Regions from separate parts of the Sus scrofa genome. Here region 2 is linked to region 1. Evidence: chromatin contacts called from public Hi-C data. All regions are on one chromosome and are shown on one strand. Each heading gives the region's core, a stretch centred on a gene start, on an enhancer-like site or on the middle of the called end of the contact. The rest is flanking DNA. Distances are from core to core; before and after follow the strand shown. Region 1 has its middle 14 kb from the start of COPRS. Region 2 overlaps RAB11FIP4 (rab11 family-interacting protein 4).

What was found. A called contact is a pair of places that touch in the nucleus more often than the background predicts.
Region 2: a contact with region 1 is called in a Hi-C map of subcutaneous adipose tissue, with 1.9 times the contacts expected there. The contact joins two enhancer-like sites. A contact is called at or near these places in 21 of 47 Hi-C or Micro-C datasets (alveolar macrophages, blood, brain and 14 more) and 2 of 2 datasets of contacts at active chromatin or transcription factors (alveolar macrophages and skeletal muscle).

The regions. Positions count from the first base shown.
Region 1 is chr12:43,102,570-43,108,057 of Sscrofa11.1, forward strand. No RefSeq gene overlaps it. Among named protein-coding and RNA genes, the nearest start is that of COPRS, 14 kb to the left of the region's middle. Within about 2 kb of position 2,387, at least 14 of the 83 cell types and tissues checked have an H3K27ac peak or open chromatin away from gene starts, as enhancers often do. A contact at or near this core is called in omental adipose tissue and subcutaneous adipose tissue, where this site is marked.
Region 2 is chr12:43,365,638-43,371,125 of Sscrofa11.1, forward strand. RAB11FIP4 (rab11 family-interacting protein 4) reads right to left here. Exons shown (of 15, transcript XM_005669074.3): 11 at 5,465-5,488; 12 at 4,162-4,299; 13 at 3,923-4,081; 14 at 2,635-2,823; 15 at 1-1,502. The coding sequence ends at 1,386. Among named protein-coding and RNA genes, the nearest start is that of TRNAT-CGU, 20 kb to the left of the region's middle. Within about 2 kb of position 2,979, at least 9 of the 83 cell types and tissues checked have an H3K27ac peak or open chromatin away from gene starts, as enhancers often do. A contact at or near this core is called in omental adipose tissue and subcutaneous adipose tissue, where this site is marked.

The DNA of each region.
Region 1 (5,488 bases), core at 1,137-3,636:
GGAAGACCCGTGGTGTGGGCCCCACTGAAGCCTAATCTAAGGGGAGGAGAGTTTTAAGGAAGCGGGAGTGGCCATCTCTTCTAGAGAGAGGCCCACAAGGGGATTGGGGATGTGGGAATTCATTACAAGGCCCTCGGGGAACTTGACTTGGGGCCGGTGCAGGTGCAGGGGTGGCGGGGAACGGGCATCCCAGGGCTGATGCGGTTGTCGGGGGGCAGGGGGACGGTGCACCTGAGCCTTTGGTGCTGTTGTTTCTCTTGACCAGAAGGGCAACGGGGACTTCCAGCCAGCTTCTTCCAGAATGTGCAAGCCAGGTCGGGGAGAGGCAGCGAGGGGAGAGGAGAAAGGGGATGAAAAGAGGGGCAGATGTGGGCAGAAGCTGCTGGAGGACAGAGGCCTGGAGGGACTGTTGGGAGCCGCAGAGCAACTCCTCTTCCAGCGTTTCTTGCGGACAATATCAGTTACCAGGAAAGACACTACGGCCACTTAAAAAATCTTGGGGGATGGAGAGGGAAAATGTGTTTGTCGTGTGGCTGGATGATATTTCCAACGTGCCCTTGTCTCTCTCCTGCCCTCTCCACGCAAGCAGGCTCATTGCCTTTGTGGAGGCGTGTGACAGAGTCAGAGGCAGCCAAGACATTTTTCAAGCTTTGGTTTTACAAAAAGGGATTTTGAATTAAAATAATAATAATTTTTTGGTAAGGAGGCAAGGGAGTTTGGGGCCAGCAGACTGGAGTCTTGAAGAAATTTGGGAAGAAAGAATTTCCCCAGGCCAAAAAAAAAAAAAAAAAAAATCCCCTGGGCTATAAGAAGAAAGACGGGGAGGAAAGAGAGAGCAATAGTCTGGAGATGCTAAGAGCAGAGGCAATTATGAGCCCTGCTGCTTGGTGTGACCCTGGGGAGTTAGGGCCCCAGAGAGTGAGTGATAGGTGTTGGTGCTCCTGGGCAGTCAGGACCATCTCACAAAGGATGCCCAGGCCTTGAGCCTGCAGGGAGGGTGACAGACCCAGAGGGTGTGCACAGGGACGACTGTGGCAGTGGAGGGTGGGGACACAACGCCCTACTTGAGGAAGTGACAGCCTCAGCCGGGATGGAAGCTTGGCTCCAGAAGCTGGGATGCTCCAAGAGATGACGGTTGTGCTTCTTGAACTTGAAAGATGTGGGAGATGCAGAGTTAACAGAAGCCTGGGTGAGCACGAGTTACTCCTGGGGGCGAGGGGAGGGGACAGATCATCAGGCAGGTGGAGAATGAGGCATTGGAAGTGCTGGAGAATAATATGAAAAATAATGTATGTATTACGTACGTGTATATGCTACATATACTTGTTACATACACATGTGTTTTTTTCAGATACACATACTGGATATAGGGAATCACTTTGCTATACACCCGAAACTAACACCACATGGTAAATCAACTCTATTTCAATTAAAAAAAGTTTAAAAAAAGTATCAAAATGGGTTGATGAATACCAGAGTGCTGATCATTTTTGCTTTATTTTCATTTTCTTTTTTTTTTTTTTTTGGTCTTTTTAGGGCCGCACCCGTGGAAGATGGAGGTTTCCAGGCTACGGGTCAAACTGGGCTGCAGCTGCTGACCTACACCACGGCTCACGGCAATGCCGGACCCTTAACCCCCTGAGTGAGGTCAGGGATCGAACCTGCATCCTCATGGATGCTAGTCAGATTCATTTTCCCCTGAGCCATGAAGGGAACGCCCATTTTCATTTTCTATCTGCATGGACAACTTGCTGTTTTGGTACTGGGTCAGAACAAACAATTGTGCCATTTGTCTGTTGTATAGGAAATTCTGTGTGTTTTTGATGGCTTGGGTGTATTTCTGACTGTTGTAGCTTTCTTCCCTTTGGGGAAGTCTGAGGAAAGGTACCCTTTCACCCACCCCTATATTATTTTGGTGCTGTGTTTCTAGGGGGTCAAGTTTGGTCCCTTGGGGGTCGGGTGGGGGGCTGTGCTTTCCAAGCTCTGCTCTCAGATGCCTGGGTGGCTGGGGGCGGGGGTTCATGGTGGAGGCTGCAGAGACCACTCTCTATGTACAGAAGCAAAGGGCTGGACTCTGCAAGGCTCCACTGCCCCGAGGAAATCTGAAATGGCCTTCAGAGAAGCACACGCACTGGCTAAGTAAATATTTTGGTGTTTCACTGCCCTTGTTTTTCCGGAGTTTGCATTCTTGGGCCCAACTTTTCACAGGATGGTTAGAATGTGGAGAAAGAGGGGGAAAAAAAGTCTCCAACACCCTGGCAGTAGCCCATCTGGATGCTGCCTCCCAGTTCTCCCAGGGCAGGTTCCCCACCCAAGTAACTGAGGGTGCTGGATGTGTGCGTGCGTGCACACGTGTGTGTGTGAGCGTGGCAGGCCTGGGAGACGAAGTTGGAGGGTGTAACAGGAAGGCAAGCAGCACGGCTGGCTCCCGCTTTGTTGACTTAGCAAGAGTCTGGCTGCAAAGCCAAGGCCTTTGGAAAGAACGGCCTCCCAGCTTCCGGCAGTTTCTCTTGAGCTGGTTCCAGGGCTGGGTTAGATCCTGCAGGTGTTGATGGGCAGGAGGACAGTTTAGTTGTGTTCCAGGGCACCAGAGTTTGGAGAGTTCCACCGGGATCTGTCCTTGCTGAGGGCCTGGAGAGTAAAACACAGTCAGTCGCAGAAGAAGATGTTTCTCCGCATCTTAACAGGGTTCTCTGGTCCTCCCCTTTGAGTGGGAGAGAGAAATTTCCCCAGGAGGCACACACCCACTCTCTGACCATTGCAAGGCACCATTGGCTTTCCTTGCTCTTTTATTTTTTTCTTTGTCTTTGTCTTTTTGTCTTTATAGGGCTGCACCTGAGGCATATGGAGGTTCCCAGACTAGGGGTCGAAAAGGAGCTACAGCTGCCAGCCTACGCCACAGCCACAGCAATGCTGGATCCTTAACCCACTGAGCGAGGCCAGGGATCGAACCCTCAACATCATGGTTCCTGGTCGGATTTATTTCTGCTGTGCCACGACGGGAACTCTTTTCTTTGTTTTGCTTTTTAGGATTGAATCTGCAGCATCTGGATCCACCCGGCTAGGGGTGGAATCGGAGCTACAGCTGCCAGCCTACACCACAGCCACAGCAGCAAGGGATCTGAGCCGCATCTGCGATCTACACCACAGCTCAGGGCAACGCCAGATTCTTAACCCACTGAGCAAGGCCAGGGACTGAGCCCACATCCTCAGAGATACTAGCTGGGTTCTAGTCGTGGCTGAGCCAAGACAGGAGCGCCTCCTGTCCTGTCCTGTCCTGTCCTGTCCTTTCCTTTCCTTTCCTTTTCTTTCTTTTCCTTTCCTTTCCTTTCCTTCCCTCTCCCCACCCCCCTTAAGGTGATTTCAAAAGCCATTTCCTCTGACAACTTCTCATTAGCTGTTGAGCACATGTGGCAGATAGAGGTTAGAGCCATGTGTTTGGCAACTCAAGGCAGGGGCCTGGATTTCTTCTGGCTGCCACCTGTGGCCTTTATTCCATTCCTCCAGCAGGTGGCAGTAAAGACCCATTCGCGCCCTGTCTCCTGCCTGAGCTACCGGGAGAGTGAGGGGCCCTGGAGGAGATGCCCAGCTGGCTCAGGGTTACCTTCCAGTTAGAGGGCTTCCTGCTGGTTGGCAAACTCACCTGTAGATTCATGGGCAGGATTTACTGCTGATTTTATAGATGAGTTTTTTTTTTTTTTTTTTTTTTCCAGAAGAGGTGACTGTGAAATTTAGGGTAAGCGTCATCTTGTCCTCCTCCATCCCCCGCCCCCATCTACCCCAGAGCCTGGCGCACAGTGAGTGCTGAATATATGCTTGCTGACTTCATCCCAAGTGTGTGTACGTGCAAAGGCAAAGTAGAACGCATGGTGTTGCATTCCTCTGCCAGATGGTACGTTAGGTGGTTTTTCTCAGGAAGTCAATCTTATAATTCTCATTTTACAAAAGGAGAAACTGAGGCCCAGGGAGGTAAGAAAACTAGCCAAAGGTCACAAAGATGGGATGTGACTCAAGACATGACTCCAAGCCTTGCAGCTTGTATGCTTGCTCTGTTGGGGGTGGGTAGATTTAGCCAAAGTCTAGGATGAACTTAGTTTCAGAGAAAGCGAGGGACTCCGGTGTAGCTTTGATCTTTATTCATCAGTTAATTTCCGAACACCTGCTCTGTACTGGGTACTCAGGGTGGACCCGGTTCCTGCTTTCAGGGAACTCAGAGACTAGGGGGGGAGTTGATGACCCTTCCATCACCACAGCACTGCGTCAGCTCAGGGTGTGGTGGGAACTCAGAAGAAGCGGTGGGAGGTCCAGGAGACCCCTCTGAGAGACAGTCTGGAAGCCGAAAGCTGGACAACTTGGCCAGGAGGTGGGATGGGGGGTCCCACACATGTGTGCAAAGGCCCCCAGGTGTGAGAGGTCTTGTGTATTTGGGGACATGGCGAGGGATGAAGTCAGGTAAGCAAGGGGCCTTGAAAGCTACGCCAAGGGGCTCGAAGGGTTTGCAGCAGGAGTGGGTCATGGGCCGATGTTCATTTTCAGAGGAACCTTTTAACTCCTTCCAGGTGGCGAGTGGCAGGAGGAGGCTGAGACTCAAGCCAGGGAGGCCAGTCTGAGGGCTGTAATTTAGTACGAGTGAATGGGGACCTAACTAGGGGGGTGGCTATGGAGATGGAGGGAGATGGATTGGATCTGGTGGGTTTTTTTTTGCCATTTCTTGGGCCGCTCCTGCGGCATATGGAGGTTCCCAGGCTAGGGGTCAAATGGGAGCTGTAGCCGCCGGCCTACGCCAGAGCCACAGCAACGCGGGGGATTGGATCTGCTTATAGAAGGTAGAGCCAACAGGCGTGGGGACGGATCGCCTGACACGAGCAAGGTGCTCCCTGTCCCAGATGCTCAGCCTTGCTCTCAGGGTATGAAGGACTTTTGGGGGCTGGGTAGCCCTGCATCTTGAACTTCACGTGTGAAGGCCACCCGTGTGGGGTACCTTCTGTCTTTCCTGCGCTTGGAGAGCAGACGCTCAGGACCTGGCATCTTTTCTGCACGTGGTGTGTGGGGTGGACAGGCTTGTTGCCTCCCTTACATCCATTGCCCTCCCCTTCACTGACCACCCCTTTCTCGTGCTGCTCATGGACCTTGGGGAACACTAACCCCATCCCGGGACACAGGGGCCGGGCGTGGAGGTCAGGCCTAAGTTGACCTGAATAATTGTATTTCTTCTCTGTATTAGTCTCCTAGTCTCCCTAACCAATATCATAAACCTGGTGACTTAAAACAACAGAGACTTGGAGTTCCCGTCGTGGCGCGGTGGTGAACGAATCTGACTAGGAACTGTGAGGGTGCAGGTTCGATCCCTGGCCTTGCTCAGTGGGTTAAGGATCCGGCGTTGCCGTGAGCTGTGGTGTAGGTTGCAGACGTGGCTCGGATCTCATGTTGCTGTGGCTCTGGTGTAGGCCGGCAGCTGCAGCTCCAATTGGACCCCTAGCCTGGGAAC
Region 2 (5,488 bases), core at 1,729-4,228, 260 kb after region 1:
TGCAAAGGCTGAAGGGAACAAGACATGGGCAGGGGGTGAAGGCCATACATGTTTATGTGCATGTGGATTCAGAAAGCGCATCACAAGCCACACAAAACTGAGACAGACTGGAAAACTCAGAGAAAAGTACCATCTCTACACCCAGCCCTCTAGGACAAACGGCCACACCAAAGCTCCAGGGGGTGATGTCCACCCCGTGGCACCAAGAGGGGACCAAGATTGCCCTGCAAGCTCCCCGTTTCTCCCCCCCGCACCGTGTTTGCTCCCCTGGCTGAGAACCAAATACAGGTGTGTTGCTAAAGCCTGGAACCCAGGGGCCTTGCTATGCAGCCGTGCCAAACCCAGAGGCTGGATTCCGAAAATCCAGACCCAAGGCCACCACCAGGGACAGGGACGCGAGGCCCTTTCCCAAACTGCGGGGCGCTGTCAGAGGCTCCATCCGTGCTTCTCTCTCAAAATGCAGCCACCGCAAAGGATGCTGACGGGGGACGTGGGCGTGCTCCCTCCCGAAAACCGTGTCTTTGGCTGCCCAAGGACCCCTCCTCCCCTGGCATTAGCCAGCCTCGGCCCCCAGCCCCTCCCCCTTCCTTCTCCTCCTTGATATTCACTCGCGTGAATTTGTTCATTGCCTTAAAAAACAAAGCAAAGACAGAAAGGGAGAGGGAGCGAAGCAGGGACGGGGACATCTACGGAGGAGAACCCGAAAAACGCCAAGATCTCTCAGGACGAAGGGCGCCCGCCCCTCCAGCGCCTCCGCAAGCCCAAGTCCTTTAGACACAAGGGGCACCAGCATCACGGGGGCTGCGGGCTGGGGGAAGGGGCTCGAGAGGACCCCACCCACCCCCTCCTAACACCCCTTCCTCCTCTCCGAGCTCCAGCACCGGGGCTTGAAAGGGGGCTGAAGAGGTTGGTGAGGCATTGGACCTCCCGGAAAAGATCATCCTTCGGCTCCCACGCCCCCGGGGGACGCAGGGATGGGGTGGAAGAGCCCGTCTCACGCAAGGACTTGTTCATCCTGGCCCCAGAGGTAGAATCATTTCGTCCAGTATCTGACACCCAAGCTTCGGCTCTGGTTCTTAGGGCGGCTCCTGACGGCCGACCTCGCCCCCGCCCCCCTCCAGGACCCCCTGCCCCCCCACCCCCACCCCCGCAGAGGGACCGCGAAGTGCAGGGACGGCCGACGGCACAAGAGGGCGCCCACGGCCGCGCAGCCACGCTCTCCCCCCCCCTCCCCCGACACACACCAGTACACATCACACGGTGGCCAGAGTCACTTTACAGTGTGCACGTGAGGCCCGGCCTGGGCCGCATCCTCAGGCGGGGCTTGGCCCTGAATCCCGGGGTCCGGGGGTGCCGAGGCCGCTCTGCAGCCAGCCCCCCTTGTCTCAGTGTTTGATCTCCAGGATGGAGGGGTTGTGGTCCAGGATGGCGAGGATAATCTTGTCCATGTACTGCCGCAGCCGGAAGTTGATCTCCTCCTGCTCCCTCAGGGCTTCCATGAGCTGAAGGGAACCAGAAAGACAGGTCAGAGGCCAGGCCGGGGCCAGGGCCCCAAGACCCACCGCCGCCCTCGAAGCCGGGGCACAAGTCTCTGGTGTCAGACCCAGGGAGTGTTAAATACACAGAGGCCCAGGCCTCCCTCCCACGGACTCTCACACGGCTGGCCCGTGGAGGGGTCCAGGAGGGGTGATTTTGTGGAAGAGGTTGAGAACACTGGCCGGAGGCCTTTATAATCAGGATGGACTGTCCCTCACACCACCGCCCGGTCCCAACACTGTCCTCTAGGTCCCCTCCTGCTGTGTCCTTCATGGAAATGAAATGCTGCCTCTGCCTGCGGGCTGGAGGCTGGTGCCCAAGCACAGGGTAAGGGGTTCACCGACTCTTACGATTCACGGTGAAATCTAACCTAGGTATTTCAAGGCCTGATCTTTTTTTTTTTTTTTCCTCCCATTTTTGGCCACCCCACAGCATCTGGAGTTCCCAGGCCAGGGGTCAGATCCAAACTGCAGTGTTGACTTAAGTTGCAGCTGCGGCTACACCAGATCCTTAACCCACTGTGCCGAGGTGGGGACAGAAGCCTTGTCCGAGCGCTCCCAAGACACAGAGGATCCCGCTGTGCCCCAGTGAGAGCTCCTCGGAGGGCTGATCTTTCATCAGCACACCCCAGTGGGGCAGAAAGTGTGGGCTTTGGTGCCGGAGACCTGGGTCCCTCTCCCTCCCTAAGCTGGCTGACCTCATGTCCCGGTCTCCCCATCTGTGACAGGAACGTGCTCAGAACGCCTTCGAGTTCTCAGAAGATTAAATGAAGACACATGCAAGCAGGTGCCCAGGAAAAGCCAGTATCCTCCCCCCTTGGCCTGGCTCCAGGGCACATCCAGCCTCCCCTGGATCACATGCTGATGAAATCAACTGGCCATTTCAGCCCGTTCCTGGCACAGTGGAGACTCAAACTCCGCTCTGCTCCCAAGCCCGTGCTCCCCCACCACGTACAGGAAACCAGAGCTGATTCAACTCTGCCCTTGTCGCTCGGGGTCATCGCAGGTGGGGACTCGGAGCGGCCAGGCCCTGGCCCGCTTTTCCTGCTCTGGGCGGCCCGGGGCTCACCATGGAGGCGGGGGATGGGGCGGGACTCACAGACACGGGGCCGGGCTCCGAGGCGAGAGCGGGTGAGCACGTTACCTCGTCGCGAGAGGCCGTGTCTATCTCCGCAGCCAGAGACTGGGCTTTGGTCTGGGTGGCAAAGAGGTTCTTGGCTTCGTAGAGGCTGAGGCTCAAGATCTGCCCGTTCAAGTCGTCGTTCTGATCCCGTAGCTTATGATTCTCCTGCGGAGGGGACAGAGGCCACATCAACTCCCCGGGCATCCAGAACCCACATCTCTGCATCCACTGGCTCCTAGCCCCCACCAGCACCCTCCCCCTTGGCAGGGGAGTGTCACAGGCAGCTCAGGACACCCACGGATGACGTGGCCTTTGCCACGCCTGCCTGGGAGGAGAGCTAGATGCTGGGAGGTCCTGGGGTTCTGAGGAGGCGCTACAGCCCTGTACTGGGAGCCAAGTTTCCGGACAGAAGCATGGCTCCTGGCCGCTCCTTCCTCCCTAGGGGGAGATGAGCCGGAAGAGGGGGCTCAGAGGCCCTGTGTGGGGACACTGCCCACCCAGTGGCTCCTTCTCCACCACTGGCCCTGGGTGAAAAGCATGCTCTGGGTCCCTGGGCTGGCGGGTCTGCTCATGCTCTCAGCTCCCCCTGCAGCCGGGCTCAGGAATCCCGCTCTTGGGAGTTCCTCCCAAGGGCGCCCTTGCTCCTGCGTACAGCCCGCCCAGGCCCTCCTTACCAGCCCCGTGACTCTTGCTTTTGCCTCAAAGTTCCTAACTGCTGGCACCTGGGACCTTGGGCGTCCCCCCGACCCCCCACCCCCCATGGCTGAGAAGGGCTGGGGTTTGGGGTTGCTGGGGACGCAGAACCTCCAGCCCCTCTGCATCCCGGGCAGCCAACTCAGAGGTCTGAGCGAGGGCTGCCCTCACCAGGTCAATGTCCCTCTGGACCCCGCTTCCCCCACCCCCAACTGGTCTCCAGTCATGGGAGGGTGTCTGGGAACCATGTGACATGGAATCGTGGGCTCGGGGTCCGCTTGTGGGAGAACCCAAGGCAGCAAGGGCTGCACGCGGGGCTGGGGAGTCTCATTCTCCAGCCCTCGTGCCCAGGACCGAGGACTGGGGTCTGCTTCTCTTCGTGGCTGCTGAGGGAGGACCTGGGATGTCCACTTGCCTTGCTCGAGCTGTGAGACGGGGATGAGCAGCCCCGAGGCCCAGGGTATCAGGAGGAGCGGGCAGCGGCGTGGGGGAAGGTGGTGCTCCAGCTCCTGGCCCCTCGCAGGAGGCCCGCCCGGTGGGGACACCCAGACACCTCACCCCGCAGACCCACCTGCTTGAGCCGCTTCACCTCGTGCTCCAGCTCCACCTCTCGGGCCCTGGCGCTGAACTCGCCCAGGCCGGAGGACGAGCCTCGGCCCCTGCCCGGCCGCTCGCAGTCCAGCTTGTACATCTGCAGGTGCTCCAGCTCCTTCCGCAAGTCCTCGATGAGCTGGGGGGAGAGAGGCTGGTTGGCAGGAGCAGGGGGGCTGGGGTCGGGGGAGCCCTGGCGCCCGCTGGCCTGGGACCCACCTCCTGCGTAGCCTCCCGCTCCTTCTGGAACTCAACGCGGTTCTGCCGCAGCTTGTCCATCATGCGCTTGTACAGGTCCATCTCATCCTTGAGCCGCAGGCTGGTGTCCTCCAGCCGGTCGGACATGCGCTGCCGCTCCTGCAGCCGGAAGACCAGGGTGGGGTGGGGGGAGTTCCCAGCGGGGCCCGCTGTACCCTGGGGGCTTTGATGGGGGTCGGGGCAGCCACCTCGACAAATGGGCCAATCAGACCAGCCCCCTGGACAGAGCCCCCTGAGGGATGGGTTAAAGAAATGACCAGGTCTCCTAGGATTTTAGAAACGCAGCTAGAAAAATCCCAGGTCTCTTAAGTCCTTTTACTTTTTCTTTTTTTTTTTGGCTCCACCCGCGGCACGCAGACATTTCCCTGACCAGGGATCGATCCCGAGCTACAGAGCAACCCTAGCCACAGCAGTGACAACACCAGATTCTTAACCCTCTGTGCCACAAGAGTTCCTCTGAAGTCCTCTAATGAGGAGAGACAGACCTGAATAGAAGCCCAAACAGAAGCAAACCTCTTTCTTTTCTTTTTTTTAAGGGCTGCACCTGCAGCATATGGAAGCTTCCAGGCTAGGGGTCGAATCACAGCTGCAGCTGCCAGCCTACGCCACAGCCACAGCCACAGCCACAGGATCCAAGCCACATCTGTGACCTACACCACAGCCTGGGCTAAAGTAGGATCCTTAACCGACTGAGTGAGGACAGGAATTGAACCTGCATCCTCACAGATGCTATGGTGGGTTCTTAACCTGCTGAGCCACAGCAGGAACTGCTCTTTCTCTTAGTTTCTCCATAATATAAAGAAATATACGTCCCTGTGAAAATTTTGGAAAATTAGAAATACAGAAAGACAGGAGTTTCCGTCGTGGCGCAGTGGTTAACGAATCTGACTAGGAACCACGAGGTTGCGGGTTCGATCCCTGCCCTTGCTCAGTGGGTTAACGATCCGGCATTGATGTGAGCTGTGGTGTAGGTCGCAGATGCAGCTCAGATCCTGTGTTGCTGTGGCTCTGGCGTAGGCTGGTGGCTACAGCTCTGATTAGACCCCTAGCCTGGGAACCTCCATATGCCATGGAAGCGGCCCAAATGGCAAAAAGACAAAAAAAAAAAAAAAAAAAAAAAAAGAAATACAGAAAGACAAAGTATTGTTTGAATTTTGTTGCCTTCTTTTCCCCTAGGGCAACTTTATTGGAATTTAAGAAACTAGAAACTAAAGGAATTCAGCTCAAGATCCAAGCCTGAGAGATGCCTGGACCTGCTGCTCACCTCATCCAGCTTCTCTGTCTGTGA